3 separate regions of the Mus musculus genome follow, and all the other regions are linked to region 1. The links are chromatin contacts, called in public Hi-C and Micro-C maps. All regions are on one chromosome and are shown on one strand. The core of a region is the stretch at or near the end of the contact, and the rest is flanking DNA. Distances in the headings are between cores, read along the strand shown. Region 1 has its middle 520 kb from the start of Nyap2. Region 2 has its middle 90 kb from the start of Mir6344. Region 3 overlaps Nyap2 (neuronal tyrosine-phophorylated phosphoinositide 3-kinase adaptor 2).

What was found. Hi-C and Micro-C count contacts between places; a contact is called where the count stands out from the background.
Region 2: a contact with region 1 is called in a Micro-C map of palatal mesenchyme, with 1.8 times the contacts expected there. The contact joins two enhancer-like sites. A contact is called at or near these places in 2 of 484 Hi-C or Micro-C datasets (palatal mesenchyme and uterus) and 1 of 115 datasets of contacts at active chromatin or transcription factors (embryonic midbrain).
Region 3: a contact with region 1 is called in a Hi-C map of cerebral cortex, with 2.9 times the contacts expected there. The contact joins two enhancer-like sites. A contact is called at or near these places in 18 of 484 Hi-C or Micro-C datasets (adipose-derived mesenchymal stem cells, cardiomyocytes, cerebellar granule neurons and 8 more) and 1 of 115 datasets of contacts at active chromatin or transcription factors (astrocytes).

What each region holds. Positions count from the first base shown.
Region 1 is chr1:81,591,417-81,596,442 of GRCm38.p6, reverse strand. No RefSeq gene overlaps it. Among named protein-coding and RNA genes, the nearest start is that of Nyap2, 520 kb to the right of the region's middle. Within about 2 kb of position 2,667, at least 153 of the 459 cell types and tissues checked have an H3K27ac peak or open chromatin away from gene starts, as enhancers often do. A contact at or near this core is called in cerebral cortex and palatal mesenchyme, where this site is marked.
Region 2 is chr1:82,039,635-82,044,660 of GRCm38.p6, reverse strand. No RefSeq gene overlaps it. Among named protein-coding and RNA genes, the nearest start is that of Mir6344, 90 kb to the left of the region's middle. Within about 2 kb of position 3,015, at least 26 of the 459 cell types and tissues checked have an H3K27ac peak or open chromatin away from gene starts, as enhancers often do. A contact at or near this core is called in palatal mesenchyme, where this site is marked.
Region 3 is chr1:81,314,104-81,319,129 of GRCm38.p6, reverse strand. The region is part of intron 6 of Nyap2 (neuronal tyrosine-phophorylated phosphoinositide 3-kinase adaptor 2); the gene reads right to left. Among named protein-coding and RNA genes, the nearest start is that of Nyap2, 240 kb to the right of the region's middle. Within about 2 kb of position 1,864, at least 14 of the 459 cell types and tissues checked have an H3K27ac peak or open chromatin away from gene starts, as enhancers often do. A contact at or near this core is called in cerebral cortex, where this site is marked.

The sequences.
Region 1 (5,026 bases), core at 1,418-3,917:
CATTTGCAAGTGAGGCTGTGTGGACAGAGGGAGATACTATGGGGCACATTGTGACATACTACAGCTCCCTCAATGAGATGTTTTCTATGTTTTGATGTTGTTGTTGTTTGTGTTTGTGTGTGTTTTTTTTTTTAATTGGGGGGAAGTTTCAAGGGTGAGGGGTATCCACCCTTGAATGAGGGGATGGGGAGATGAGGAGGACTAGGGTACATAATGGAAAACTCACAAGGAATTAATAAAAAGTTTTAAAACATGATGAGTGTAATGCGTTTTAAATGAACATCGATATTACATCTCTGTAAATATCTTAGAATCACAGAATCGCACAAGTTGAATTTGGTGATGTATGAATCATATCTCAATGATTTTTAAATCTGTGTTGTGTGTAAGAGTAGGCAAGAACGTGCTATGATGACTAACTGCTCTTTTTTTTTTTTTTTTTTTTTTTTTTTTTTTTACTGAAGAGGCATTTTATTGTCCATGATGACTGTCTTACGACGGAAACACTTACAAGGAAAATCACACAAATCCACAGAGGGACAGACTCAGAGAGGCACAGGGACTAACTGCTCGTATATGGTTTTCCCAATCGCCTATTAGAAATCAGACTCAGTCTCATTCTTGTCAAACTAAATGTTGTTTGGAGTATAGACTTCTCAGATGTAAAAGTCTGTCATCATCTTGAATTTTCACATCCAAGAAAACTTAAATTTTGGAGACATTGGAATGAGGTAAGGTTTCCTATCTGTGTTCTATCGGTCATGAAAGTTTGATCACACAAATTCGATGTCATTTTAATTACAATTGAGTGGAAGCTACTTCTCACAAGTTGTCTTCAATATCAATTAGATTTATTTAATTCTGAGATTAGTATGAGCTTATCTGTAAAAGGCCATCATATGCATCCCTTTACAGACACAACAAAGCCTTTAAAGAAAAAAAAAAGTGGATTCTCATTACTTTGTTAGCATGTTGGTGCTCCGAGCAAATGAAAGTTCTCGGATGCAGAGCATCCCTGATGAAGAGCATCCTCTGCAGGCTTCCCCTGCCCCCCGGAACCCTTGACTTCCTGACAAACACTTTGCAGAGAAGGAAAAATACCAAGGCTTCTTCTTGGCTTTGATTTCTCTGCAGCAGGATGCCTTAGACGGAATGTGCTCTCCAAGTGTACAAGGAACTTTCACGGGGGTCGGGGGTGGGGCATCGCTGAGGACCTGCTTTCTGCTCTCCTCTCTTTGCATCTTAGGGATGCAATCTAAACTACCCTTGAAGGGATGGCAGTGACATCTCTCTGAAGTTCCCCTAAACAGGAATTCTGGGAAAGTCCTCTCAGGACCAACAAGAGTGTTCCTACAATGGGCATCCTCCAGATAACACTGGTTTCTCAGTATTGAGAACCCAAGGACCGGCTCTCTGAGTATGTGTTTGTTTCAGGAGCAAAGGCACCCCTACTCCCCACCCCCTACCCCCACCCCACTCCAGTTTTCTGCTGTCTGTCAGCTCTCTTAGCCTCTTCATTCCTCCCTTCTGTCTAGACCCAGGGGACCAGAAAGGAGACTGTGGCAGTCTCTAAGAATACAGTATAACAGGTAAAGCTATTTGTTTGGTTAATTTCTCTCAGTTCAGTTAGGTCGTTTGGTCATCATCATGGTACTCTTGTATTTTATAAAGAACTGCCAGCTCCCAACAACACTCTCTTTCTTCCCACTGGAAACAGAAATATGTCCTCTTCAGGAATTTTCCACTTAACAGCCCTGGCTTCCCCAGCTGTAGCCTCACACACCAACCTGCAATGCTGTATTTATTTCCACTGCAGTTTGTCGGTTTTCGTCTTTCTTTCTTTCTTTCTTTCTTTCTTTCTTTCTTTCTTTCTTTCTTTCTTTCTTTCTTTCTTTCTTTCTTTCTTTCTTTCTTTCTTATCCAGCACAATGAGTGGTATTCAGTCATTTTAAAGCCACTCAACCACCCCCTACATCTTAGCTCTTTTTAAAATAATGCATACTTTCGAACAATGTCAGGGAGAGCCAGAAGCTTTTAAGCGACATTACAGTTAATTAGTTATGTCGCCATCACAGAATCATCAGCATTCTGGTCGTCAACTCTCCCCTCTTCTTCCCTCCCCTCCCCATTCTACCCCATAATTTTCTCATCCCAGACCCCTTTCCTGTCCTGTAAATACATTAAAGACAAACCTCACGGTCCATATTCTTTTCTCCCAATTGTTTACTTTTGCAAATTATTTCACTTGAGCAATATTTACAAACTATACAACAGGCCTGACGCGATGATAAGAGAGGAGACAGATTGCTTATAATCTCCGCTATAAACCAGGAAGAGAGCTTGCAAATGTGTTCCCAGCCCTGCATCAGCAAAGGCTTGCAGCTGAGCCCGATCTCAGCGCCACTCCCCACCACTCAAACGCTGACTGCAAAATTGGGGGCCCCTAATGCCAGCCCAAGGAGTTCCTGGGAGGGAGGAGGCATCCCAAGTCTCTAGTCAATGCAGGGAAACGAGGGCATTTAGGGGAGATCAGTTGCTGGTTAAGTTACAGGGACATGATGCTAGCCTTCTCTGATGAAGATTGTAGGATCCGTGACCACAAAAGCCTGCAGTGCGGAGCTCTGCGGAGTCTGCGACTAGCAGAAGGAGGAGGAGCCAGGAGGAGCCTCCCCAGTCTGGCAGGGTGGTAGCTTCTCAGACAGTCTGGCCTAGGGGCGTCACAGGAGCACAGCTGAGTGTCTGTAGAAGGAACTAGAATTTCGAAGATATAGAGAGGGGGGAAGAAGAGAGGAGTTTGTTCAAGCTGGGAGGGCGGGCCCCAGGGGGCGTATGCAACAAAAGAAGAAATAGATTGCAGCCTTGCGGGACACCTAGGGTATTTCTTTCAGGGGGCATTACTTCCACTTTTAGGCAGGAACAAGAGCTGGGAGGCAAACAGCAGCACAAGCTGACAGCTCCAAGGTGATCAAAGGGGACAGAATGAATGTCTTGCTCTCAGAGCTATTTATTACAAAGAGAGGGGTGCTCCTGGCCACGCTGAAGGGGAGAGGGATTAAGATCAACTAGAAAGAGACCGGCCTGTGCCTGGCTCCTTTATGTAGGAGCGGAAAATGGGCATGTATATTTTAATATATGGATATTTAAGTGTAGTTGCATTTGAAGAATGGTATTCAGTACAGGTTTAGTCCTCTCCATGGACACCACACACACACACACACACACACACACACACACACACACACACACACACCAGCAGCAGCAGCAGCAGAAGCACCACCCCACCACCATCACCACCACCTCCACTACCACCTATATGATATCCTTATGACTATAGAGGAAAATTCTACCTCCCACTCCCAAATGTTACTGTACTTATTAAACCGTCTCAGCATCCTAAAATGAATGGCCCAGGACTGGGACATTTTTATCCAGACACACCCCCAAAGGGACACTAGCTAACTTTCTTGGGTGTAATTAACCTTAAGCATCAAGTACACACACACACACCACACACACACACACACACACACACACACACACACACACACACACACTTCCGTGATTTGGGGAGAATCTGTCTTTTTCTAAGGGCAACAGAGCAAGGTGTAAAAATACCCTTCTATATTTTAGACAAGAAATGCCTACCTATCCAGGAGGCCTGTATGTGGGTCCTCCTTAACATTTGGGCAGAGCTCTATATGCCTTGCAAACTTCAGCATGAGGCTTGGTCCCACAACAAAGGCATGGGAAGCAAAGAGACTTCCTGGGCATTAGGTGCAGTCTCCAGAAATACAACGTAGCTGTCTAAAAAGTCTTGCCTGATGTGGAACACACTTTTGTACACGATAATGTGGACCTATGTGTATGCCCACAGCTTTGTCTGCCTCTTTACACTAAAAGTTTACAAGGCAAAACAATTTAACAGCAACAAACAGACTAGCTTTTACCCAAATTCAATATAAAACAATGGCATCTTCCATGAGATCCCACTTGCTCCAAATTATTCCTTTCCCCAGAAGGAGTAAATTTTATGCTATGATCATATGCACCTTATTTTTGTGTACATATATGGAACCATATAACATTTAAACATCTTAATTCCAAATATATATAACTTGATTTTTGTGTATTTATGAGACAGATTTTAAACATCTAAATTCCATATATATATGACGATTTTATGTATTTATGAGACAGAAAGTTTTTATATCGGAAGCTATAAATATGTCTAATTCTTTACACAGCTACACTGTATTTTGTGATGTCTAGTTTTTATTAATATTATAAGTAATGCTGAAACTGATTCTTTAGAAATTTTTGAAATGCATATTGGAACTCTATGAAGGCCACATGCACTAGAATCATGTTAATTTTTAACTTAATAGATACCATCAAAACACTTCTCAGAAGGACCAAGACACAACTTGCATGTGCCTAGACTTTTTCATTTATGTGTTCTCAAATGATACCTCAGTTTAAAAAGCACTTCCAGGTCTGGAACGATGGTTCAGTGGGTAAGATGACAGTCCGGTTCTCCAGGTCAGGATGCAGGCTTAGTTCCTAGTACTCACCTGATGACTAACCAGTTTATAACTCCTGTTCCTGGGATCTGGCACTCTCTTCTGGCCTTTGCGGGCACTACATGCACATGGAACACAGACATAGATGCAGACAAAGCAGCCATGCACAGAAACAAAAATAAATCTCAAAATGATTAAAAATGCACTGTCAATTTTTAAGGAAAAAATTATCTCAGGTTTCTTCCAGATTTTTTTTTCTGATTACGATTGTGTTTAACAAAACTTACTTATTGACGTGTGTGTGTGTGTGTGTGTGTGTGTGTGTGTGAATTTTCTGTTCACACATTTGCCCATTACACTCAATATGTTGCATACTATATCTTCTAGCTGTGTTCCTCCTTCGACTGTGTGGGTACAGAGGGCTGCCTTCTCAGTTTAATGTTGCTTTGGCTATTTTCCTCATTTGATGAAAAGCTACTTACTCCAAAACATACTATGTCCTCCCA
Region 2 (5,026 bases), core at 1,766-4,265, 450 kb before region 1:
CAGGATTTTCCCTGTCTAATTAATTTAATTATTTATACAACAAGAAGCCTGTGATTGGATAGAGAAAAGAGAGGTAGAGCAAAGAGTAGTAGAGACAGAGATGGAGGAGACGGGTAAAGAGAAGGAAGCAAAATGGAGGGTGACAAACGATGACTCAGATCCAGCATGGTTTTAAATAGCCACAGGTAGCTATAGTATCATATAGGGATAGAATAATTGGGTAACTTGTTTAATCTAAGTGGCCAGCTTGTACAATTATCTGCTGTCCATGAATTTATTGTGTGGGCATCCTGTTAATTGAGAAATTATTGATGTAAATCTGACTGATTAATTGTAAGCTTCTAGAGTTTTGTTTCTACCTGGTTGCTGGGTGTTGTGGCAGCTGACTGTGGGGTGGGCGGTCCTTGCGTGGGGCTGGTGTGGCAACGGCCTGCCACGGGAATTTGACAAGTTGGGTACAGATGTTTCAGGAGCTCCTGGCCAGAGAGACTGCCCAGTTGAGAACGTTTCACTGGAGCCATGAGGGCCACCAGTTGCTGACACTAGCAAGGGAACATGTCTATCTTTTTTAATATTTCCTGCAACAAAACTGTACAAATTGCCTGAGGATTCACAAACCTGAGGACTGGAATTCAGATCTTCACAACTCATATAAAATCGGGCTTCATAGTTCAAGGGCCTATAGTCTCAATGTTCCTACCGAAAAATTGAGGTGGAGGCAGGAGATTCCCTAGTAGGAACTAACTAACCAACCACACACATGTATACCCCTTCCTATCCCTGTAAATAAATAAATATCAAAGAACCTGAGTTCAATGGTTGAATAAGAATATAAAGAAAGCAGATGAATCTAAATATATGGTGTATATGAGTACAATAAAATACCTGATTAATTATGGTTACAGAAGGGTCTACTTGGCTTGATGTGTTAGAGGTTCAAAGTCCAGAGAGTATATGTAGTTCAGGATTGGTTTGGTGCAGTCTGCCATCCCAAGGCCCAGATGATAATGGCATGTGTGTGTTTGGGAGCAAAATGGTCCTTTCTCCAGCTGAACACAAACACAGTGAACAAATGGTGTCTTATAGTCCTTTTGAGGGCATGGCTTTACTGATCCAAGTTCTTCCCAGCAGTTCCTACTTCTTCACATCACAAGAACACCCCGGGGAAGCCACACCTTTGTGTATGGATGTTTCAGGGTATTCATCCAAGCCCCAACATGTAGGATTAGAAGTGAGATCCACCAAGGCAGGAATAGTTTCATTTTTTTTTTTTTGAGTAGTAATTCCTGATTTGGTTCTATAAGGCCTGTCTTCAAATACATGAGATTGCAACACAATTTTTGAACCCTAAGTGGTCTTGTTCTATCTACTACCCTCTTTAAAGATTAAGGTACTGACAGACTGATCCAATGAGTGACTCTCTTGACTATGTATTTTATAGAAAATACTTCCATGTTCAATGGAAGAAACACAGCATTGGTATTCTGTATTTCTATCTTACCATATTTTCAGAGGCAACCATGGAACCGAGTGAGGCTGGAGTTTCAGTGTCTGGGTGCTGGATCACTGCCTATAGTTGTAGATTCATGTGTCGTCCCTGCAGACTCTTAAAAAGGGAGTTTTAAGGTATTTCTTAAAGAATTGTTAAGCCAGTTGTCAGATAATGTTTTCAAAGTTCCTTCTAGACCTAAAAGAAAAGTGTTATCACATAGTTTTCCAGAACAGGAAACTCAGGCCAAAGGGAATCCCTCTGGCCTTCCACACAGGTCCAAGCCTGGTTTGGAACATTCAAAACTCTGTCCAACCTACAGACCCCCAGGAGTCATTCTGCAAAGTGGTTAAACTCGCTTCCCTTTGTTTCTGTAATTGCCAGCTTCTAATTTATTTCCTTTGAGAAAGGGCTTATCTCACCATCAACTCATTAGCGACTTAATACGGGTTAAGCTGATTATAGGCAATGTGAACAGGGATGTTCCCACTACAGGGCAATCAGGATCATAATGCCTTAGGAGAATATCTCTCTTGCCTCTATGATTTTAGCAGATTCTTTTGGATTTGGTACTACAGGTAGAGTGCTTCCTCTTATCCTGCTTCTGGGATGCAATAATCACTTTGGATTTTATAGAAGAAAACACAGAGGCCAGGCAATATGAAGACAAATGTTCAAAGAGATAGGAATAACATTGTTTCTACATTCCTATTTGGTTTTCTGCTTCTTACATGATTGAAATATTTTAAGATTCAGTCTGAAAGAAAATGTGAGGGATATTACTGACGGGTGCAGAGATTAGCTGGGAAAGGGAGACTAAATCAGAAATAAGAAAGATTCACAACGACTACCCAGGGAGGAAGGAAGGAATTTGAAACCTATCCCAACCCAATCCCTTCCTTTTAGGCTGTCTCCAAGAGGCTAAAACATCTGGTGAGGCATGTCAAAGATCCAATCAATCATTCCAGTGTTTGGTCTCTAGGATGCCAGACATCTGGAATAACTATGTTTCTCCTTTCTTTAATTAAATCAACTGGATATTTTGGTTTTCCACAAAATCAGCTTCTGCCTGTATCATACACATCAGGGTCCTTTTGCAACCTTTAGAGTTCTGTTTAGATATGTGTTTATCTAGGTTGTAATCTCTCTGACTGTAACTGCAGATTTAAAATGGTTTGCATATCATACAACAATTTCTATGGAAGTATTAACAAAGAAATCAAAGAAGCACACTTGAATTCCATTTCTCCCCCCAAGGTATACTGAGTACACTTCTTGGTGACTAGAAGTGGAAGGGGTTACAGAACAATGTTAAATAATGACAGAGCTAGCTCAGTAGAGATGAAAGCAGACTCTTTGATAGAAAGACAGCTGGCACCAACAATAATTTTAACTGTGTGTAACAGGAACACACAATTTATATAATTTATGCATTCCTAGGTTTTTCAGTCCATAGGAATTTGGGCTGGTTTTAGGCTATTTTCAAATATCCTTTGCATTCCTATCTGGAAGGGCTGCTGGGCAGCTTAATGACTGAAGGGAGTTAAAAAGAGACAAAGTGAAACCACGAGCACAGACTGGTTTAATGGAATATCATATTTACCAGGAGAGAAATCAAGCCTTAGAATAGACAAAACAATGTTTATCACTCTAAATATGACAGAGAACAACTGAAGAATGTCGGGCTGACATCTCATGTCTCATACCTTCCGCTTTAATGATGCCCACATGGGACATTCTTGGCAGACAAGAATTGCTTTTTTAGGGAGATTCTGTTTTCTTTGGTTTTAAGGAAATGGAAGAAGAAACTACTATATGCAGCTGGAGGTTATTTTCTAAGACAGATGAATTATGATTTTAGAATCTTTGTTATAACCACTTGAGGCAAATGAGCCAAATATTTTACATTCATACTGTGAAAACTTGGCTACATATGTCCAAACATGAGGGCTAAACATGGTTTTACCAAAGGGAGCTTCCATTTCTACAAAAGGCCTATGTATATTCAGCCAGTCCAGTCACTAAAATCGTCAAATTCTGCTTTGATAATAGCTCATTGGATGGAGAGACTTTGTTTTCCTGATGGTTGGCTTTGCAGTGTTTTCTGCTTAAACCGTTTTCTATCACATGACAGAAGCTGATCGTACACACATGGACACAAGTTTACACTTATTGCCTCCACAAGCTTGTGAGGTAGACACTGTTATCGACTTCAATGATCAGAGACAGGAATAGGAAGACGAAGCAACTTAGGGAGATGAAGCAACTTTATGAAGGTTAGATAATTTAATTTAAACTGAGTATTTCTTTTTAAAATGTGTGCTTGTACATAAATGTATACTTTTAACTACATTAAGGGAATACTTTCAACAGAAAAGGTTACTTTAAATATTAAGATAATGGATTACTTTTTCAGGATATGGAGCAAAGTATACATAGATGCATATCTATAAATACTTTCACATTTTAGGCCACAGACCAATACATAACACATTATTGTGTAACTTCCTTATCCCTTTGTAGGATTAATTGACAACTTCTCAAATGTTAGACTGAATCTTACTTGAGTCATCAGCCGACTATTCCTGTAAAGGGCTAGTGGATAAAGGTTTATGACTTGTGGGCTGTATGCTTATCAAAATTATGGGATGCTGAGAAATCATAAACAAATCTGTGTGCATGTGTTTGTGCATGCATGTGTGTGTATGTGTGTGTGTGTGTGTGTGTGTGTGTGTGTTTGTGTGTCTGCATGCATGTGCATGTACACAACACTGCCTGTTTTAGTGAGCTTGTCAGTGAAACACTTAGGCTACTGTGAACAGTGTTACCAGCATCTCTTTCATTTCTGTAGCATGTGGACTTGGGATTGATGGATGGGACAGCAGCTCTACTTTTGTCTTCTGTACTGTTTCTCAGAATGGCTGAACCAACTCAGGCTAACCAATAGTGTGTAAGGGTTTGGGGAAGAGAGTTGATCGAAGCTGCTTAAGTGTTACCTTAAATCTGACTAGACACAGTGTTTCTCAATCTTCCTAATGTCGTGAACCTTTAATATAGTTCTGCATGTCATGGTGACCCCCAACCAAATTATTTCATTGCTGCTTTATAACTGTAATTTTGCTACTGTTATGAATCATAATATAAATATCTAGTATGCAGGATTGCTGACATGCAAGCCCCAACCAAAGGAGTTGTGACCCACAGGTTGAAAATAGCTTCTATGTAAGTCTTTTTAGGCACATTAGACACAGATAGAGAAATGACTGCTTCCATTATTATTATTATTATTATTATTATTATTATTATTATTATTATTATATTTTCTTTATTTACATTTCAAATGTTATCCCTTTTCCTCGTTTGCCCTCCAAAAACCTCTTCTACCATCCCCCCTTCTCCTGCTCAACAACCCACCCACTCCTGCTTCCCTGTCCTGGCATTCCCCTACACTGGGGCATGGAGCCTTCACAGGACCAAGAACCTCTCCTCCCATTGATGACCAGCAAGGCCATCCTCTGCTACATATGCAACTGGAGC
Region 3 (5,026 bases), core at 615-3,114, 280 kb after region 1:
GCTGGACTACATATTCCCTGAGCAGCACTTGCCAAATTTCTTATTCGATATATTTGATATCTCTCTCTACTCTGGAATCAGCATAAAATAATGTATTCATTGTCCCTTTGAGTATTGAGCAATGATAAGAAAACCAATGATATTGTCAACCCACCTTATCATCCGTTACCTCTATCATATGCTCATTAGGACTATAATTACAGCTGTCTTAATTACTACCATTTTTCTGACAGGGCTCCTGAGTCAGAGGTTAAATAATTTGTCCAGGGAACTCAGCTATGGGATAATTGCAACAGGATAAAGCCTAGAGACTGCACATCTGCACTTTCATATCTAATCGCAGAACCTGAGGAGTAGCAGCTTTCCTAACTTAGAATCTCCCAGCTGGGGTGCCCATTGGCTCCTTCAGCTTCTGTTCCATATCTTACCATCTAACTCACAAAGAATATAAGTTCAGGAAAGAAATAAACATCTTCATTTTTTTGTTTGTTTTCACTGCTACATAAAATACTATGTAGTGTGTACGGGAAGGGTGACATTTTCCCATGAAATTTTAGAAAAGAATGGAAAAGAACTCAACCTCCAAAGATGGGGGTCACAATTTGTTCTGAATTTTTAACACAGCAATGGAGATGTTGTCACTGTCAGCAAACAAAGTATGGAGATTACTGGCTACTGCACATGGGTTGTGGGGGAAGGCAAATCCTTTTGAAGTTTCAACAATGAGAATTGTGGATTAATGCTAACTCTCCTTTTGAATTAAAAGACACTTCATTCCTTTATGGTAATATATACAACTGAGACTGCTCCTCACCTAAAACACCATTGGTTCTACAATCAGTATGTTATTAGAGTTATGACTTCCAAGTGATAGCCACTATGGGTGGGGGCTGTCATGTCATGTTAGAGCACTCGCCTTATGTGAAGAACTAAAGTATACCTCTTCCCACATTAAAGTAGTTTTTAATTCCCTGAATTCTGATGACTCTCCTATGCTCAGTATCAAGAAATTCCCATACTCTACGCTGACCAAATATAACTTTAGCTTCTCTACCAATGCACTGTTCCTAGAAGACCAGAAAGTAGACCAGATTTGGCCCATGGCATCAAGCATATGGTCCAGTTTTCCACTGACTAACAGCAAATTCTGAGGGTCTTTCTGGAATCAGATAACCCAAAGAGAAAGGCTCAGAGAGGTTGTGGTCACTGGTCGATGGAGAGCATCTGCTGCTTAAGTCACATTACAGGTCCCGAATTTCCCCCAGCTAATCAGAGTCACAACATAACACACCCCTTCCCTTTTCATGGAGACTGGTCCCAGTCTCAAGGGGGCACAGATGAATGCAAACACTTCCTGTCATTTACTCCCCAAGCAATATCCCTTCCCACAGGCTAGCTATGCTTTAGACAAAGGGAAACAAACACTCCAGACAGGTGTGTTAGATAACAGGTGCTCACTGTTTTACGTTGACATCAAGTTATTTCATTTGACGACACAGGGGTATACAGCCCTTCTTAGCATGACTTCTCAGAAGACACTTTAAACGCACATGTTCAGCACTCAAACACTGAGTGAATCTGGACTCAGTGCCCCAAACCTTGTGAGTTGGCCTCTCTTTGAGAGCCGCAGTCTTCTCATCTAGTTCCCCCAGGGGAAAGGAAGGCTTAGTTTTATCCTTCCTTGGCACTACCCAGCAGCTCCCAGAATAGACAGTTAATTACTGAAAATCTCTTCGACCTCACTCTGGAGAATTAGATCCTAGGCTCTGTAGCTTCACCTGACTCCCTCTGCTATGAAGGGGCTCTCTGCACCCCATGTGACAAACCTGCCAGAGCATCCTTCTGCAAGCCAGCTGAACCAGGGAAGGCAGGCTGCTTGTCCTCCTACTCAACACAAAATGGAGACAGAGCTGCTGGTCGTGACTACAGAGAAGGCTAAAGATGTCTTTGGTCTTTCATCCTCCCGCCCAGCTGCTGGAGAGCCAGGGGAGTCTTTCAATTCTCAAAGGAACCTCAGCTTCCTGACTCTCCTGCAGGTCTAATACTCCCTCGTTAGTCCTGAAATCCTATTACTGAAAAGGCCATGTGTTTGATTCACACGAGGCTATGGTGAGGCCCACACCTCCTAAAAGTGGCATTTTTCACTGACACATAAAAGACCCACGGTCATTATATATATGGTTACAAAGAAATTTTAGAAGTGCTGGTCTTTAGCCAGATCCCTGTTGTTCTGCAACACAGAATACAAGATAAATTACTGCTTGCTGCTTCCTAAGCAAGTGCTGAGAAATCTACTGCAGGGTTTTAGGAGAAAAAGCTGACAGTAAGGAGGAAACGCTGAGGCAATACTGCCCCCTTGTGGCAGCACAAAACCATGCAAATGGTGTGGACATTAAAACATGTTTATTAGCATATCAAATATTCATGTACAGTAAGTTGTCATTTATCAAACAAAATTTGCTTCTGTTGCGTCTCTCTCTGGTCTCTTCTACTTACCCGCATCCTCCCCCTGGGTTCGTCCCAGTCTGGTAGACCCCTTTCAAATGCTTTCACGCCACATGTGCCTTTTGGCCCTAGAACCCGTCTTGCTCCCCTAGAACAATCGCCTATCTGGTGTTCTAGAATATACACATTCTCACAACAGTCAACATTTGCCTGTGTGTAAATAAGAGTATTTAGTGTTTAGGATCTCCTACAGACCCAAGTTACAAAGGTCGAAAAGCCCACGGCTACCCTTTCCACTGGCCAGGAAGAAGCCCACTGATGTCATTTTTACCTCTGAAAATCTATCACAGTTTTAAAGGTCCTCCGATAAAAGGTTCAATGACCTCGCCTTCTGAACTATTCCGAAGTTTTCTCGAAATCTAATAAAATTGCCATTTAGACCATCATGTGCCCGTTTCTTCTAGTCCAACCTGACTGCTATTAAGAGGGAAAGCAGTCTCTGTTCCTTTATTTATTTGTACGTGGTCAAAGCCAGGGAGACAGGGTCACAGCAACTGTGGCTTAGGTAGAGGAGTTGATCAATTTTGTTCAGAAAATCTCACAGTGGGGACCAGCAATGCTATGTACACACGCTGGGACAACGTCTTCATGTGAATGTGCTGTCATCATTGTCTCATGAAGGCAGGTCCCTGGCGCTCTCTGAGGTTTTATACAAACCCCTCTCCTCAGAGGGCATTTCAGTGACAGGGATTGAATGGTTTCATCTAAACATTTGGCTCTTCACCCTTTTCTAGGCATATAACTAGAAAATGGAGTAACAGCTTATATTCTTTCCTCTTGTCAGTGGAAATTTGAACATAATTAATTATTACCATGTCTTTTTATCATTAATACAAAGGCAGCTTGATGTTTTTATTTCCATCTTAGACTTCTTTATCCTAATTTCTGTTGTTTTCATCTTTTTAAAGATTTGTTTATATTATTTTTAATTATGTGTATGGGTTTCTGTATGTCTGTGGGTCAGTTCACGTGAGTGTAGGTGTCCACAGAGGTCAGAGGCATTCCGTCCCCATGAGGCTGCAGTTACAGGCATTTGTGACCCATCTGAAGTGGGCACTGACAACTGTACTTGGGTCCAGTGCAGAAGCACTATCGATTCTTACCTGCTGAGCTATCTCTTCAGTTCCTATTTTCAATTACTTTAAAAATATACTTTAAGGCATGGGTATGTATAATGTTTGTATATATGTGTGTCCATATATGTATATGTACATATTCATGTATGTGAATGTGGGCTCACTCATACCATGGCCTATGTATAGGGATCATAGGGTAAATTCAGTTGTTGATCTGCATCTTCCATCTTGTTTGAGTCAGGGTTAAGTCTATGACCATAACACCTTGACTCTTTCTATCCTGTCTGATTTTACAAGGTGCACAGGGTCAGAGCTGATTTGTATTTGGAAGGGAGATGCAGTCTCTTCACTGCATATTTCAGGCTACCTGGCTCAAGAGGTTTAAGGGTCTCTTCTTTCTGTTCCTCCTGTCTCTTCATAGGAAGTCTGAGACTACAGATCCTCACACTGTACATCCTGCTATATGTGGGTTCTGTGAACTCCATCTCAAGTACTCAAACTGGTAAAAGCAGTTTTACGAGGTGATCCCTGATTCCAGTGGCTTTCTGCTGAGAGATTACATTTCCCAGCTTTTGCAGTTGACTATGGAAATCACTTCTGTCCCTATATAAGGGCAGCATCCCACTTTGTAGGCTAAAGCATTACAGATTCTCTGCTCTCATCTATAGATACACATAAATTGTTATGGGTATGTAGATCACTGGGTTCAGTCTTAAAGAGATTCAAATGCCTTTGGGGTAAGAATGATATTAAAACATTGTTTTATGCTATCCTACTTTATTGAGAAGGCTAACTCTGAAGGTGGAATTTGGTCAATTTGTCCCAGACCCAAACATGCTTGTTTCAAAGACTCCTCCAAAGTCTCTATCCTGAGACCAGAAGCCAGCCACCTGACTTCACAACGGGCAAAAATGCAGAAAATCAGAATCACCCTGGGAAAGATATTTTTGCAGTGGAAAACAACTAAGAAGTAACCTATTTCATACAGAGGTTACAAAAGACAAGCTGTTTAACTCTCTAAATTTCCTCCACTTTTTTCTTGTTTTTGTTTGCTGTCTCTAAAGCATTTGTCAAAATTTTAACTTTCTGGGTTTTTGGTTTTTGTTGTTGTTGTTGTTGTTTTGTTTTTTTGTTTTTTGTTTGGATTTGTAACTTCATTGAGTGTGATTTTAAAAAAAAATTGTAGATAATTTTAATTTGCTATAATAATCCATGTTTGTAAGACTGATTCACCTGTCTTTCCAGAAAAGGGAATTTGCTGGATGTGCTGACTTTTGAGATACATGGTTTGTTATCTTGGATCATGACCTAGTAGCCATGTGGCTTGCCACCCTCTTGCCTGGTGACATCAGGATAGAAGCATGCCATGTGACTTTACTGACATCTTGGTTAAGACTATCACATGGTGTTCCTCTAATTACTATCGTCTTCCCCCCTTTTTTAAC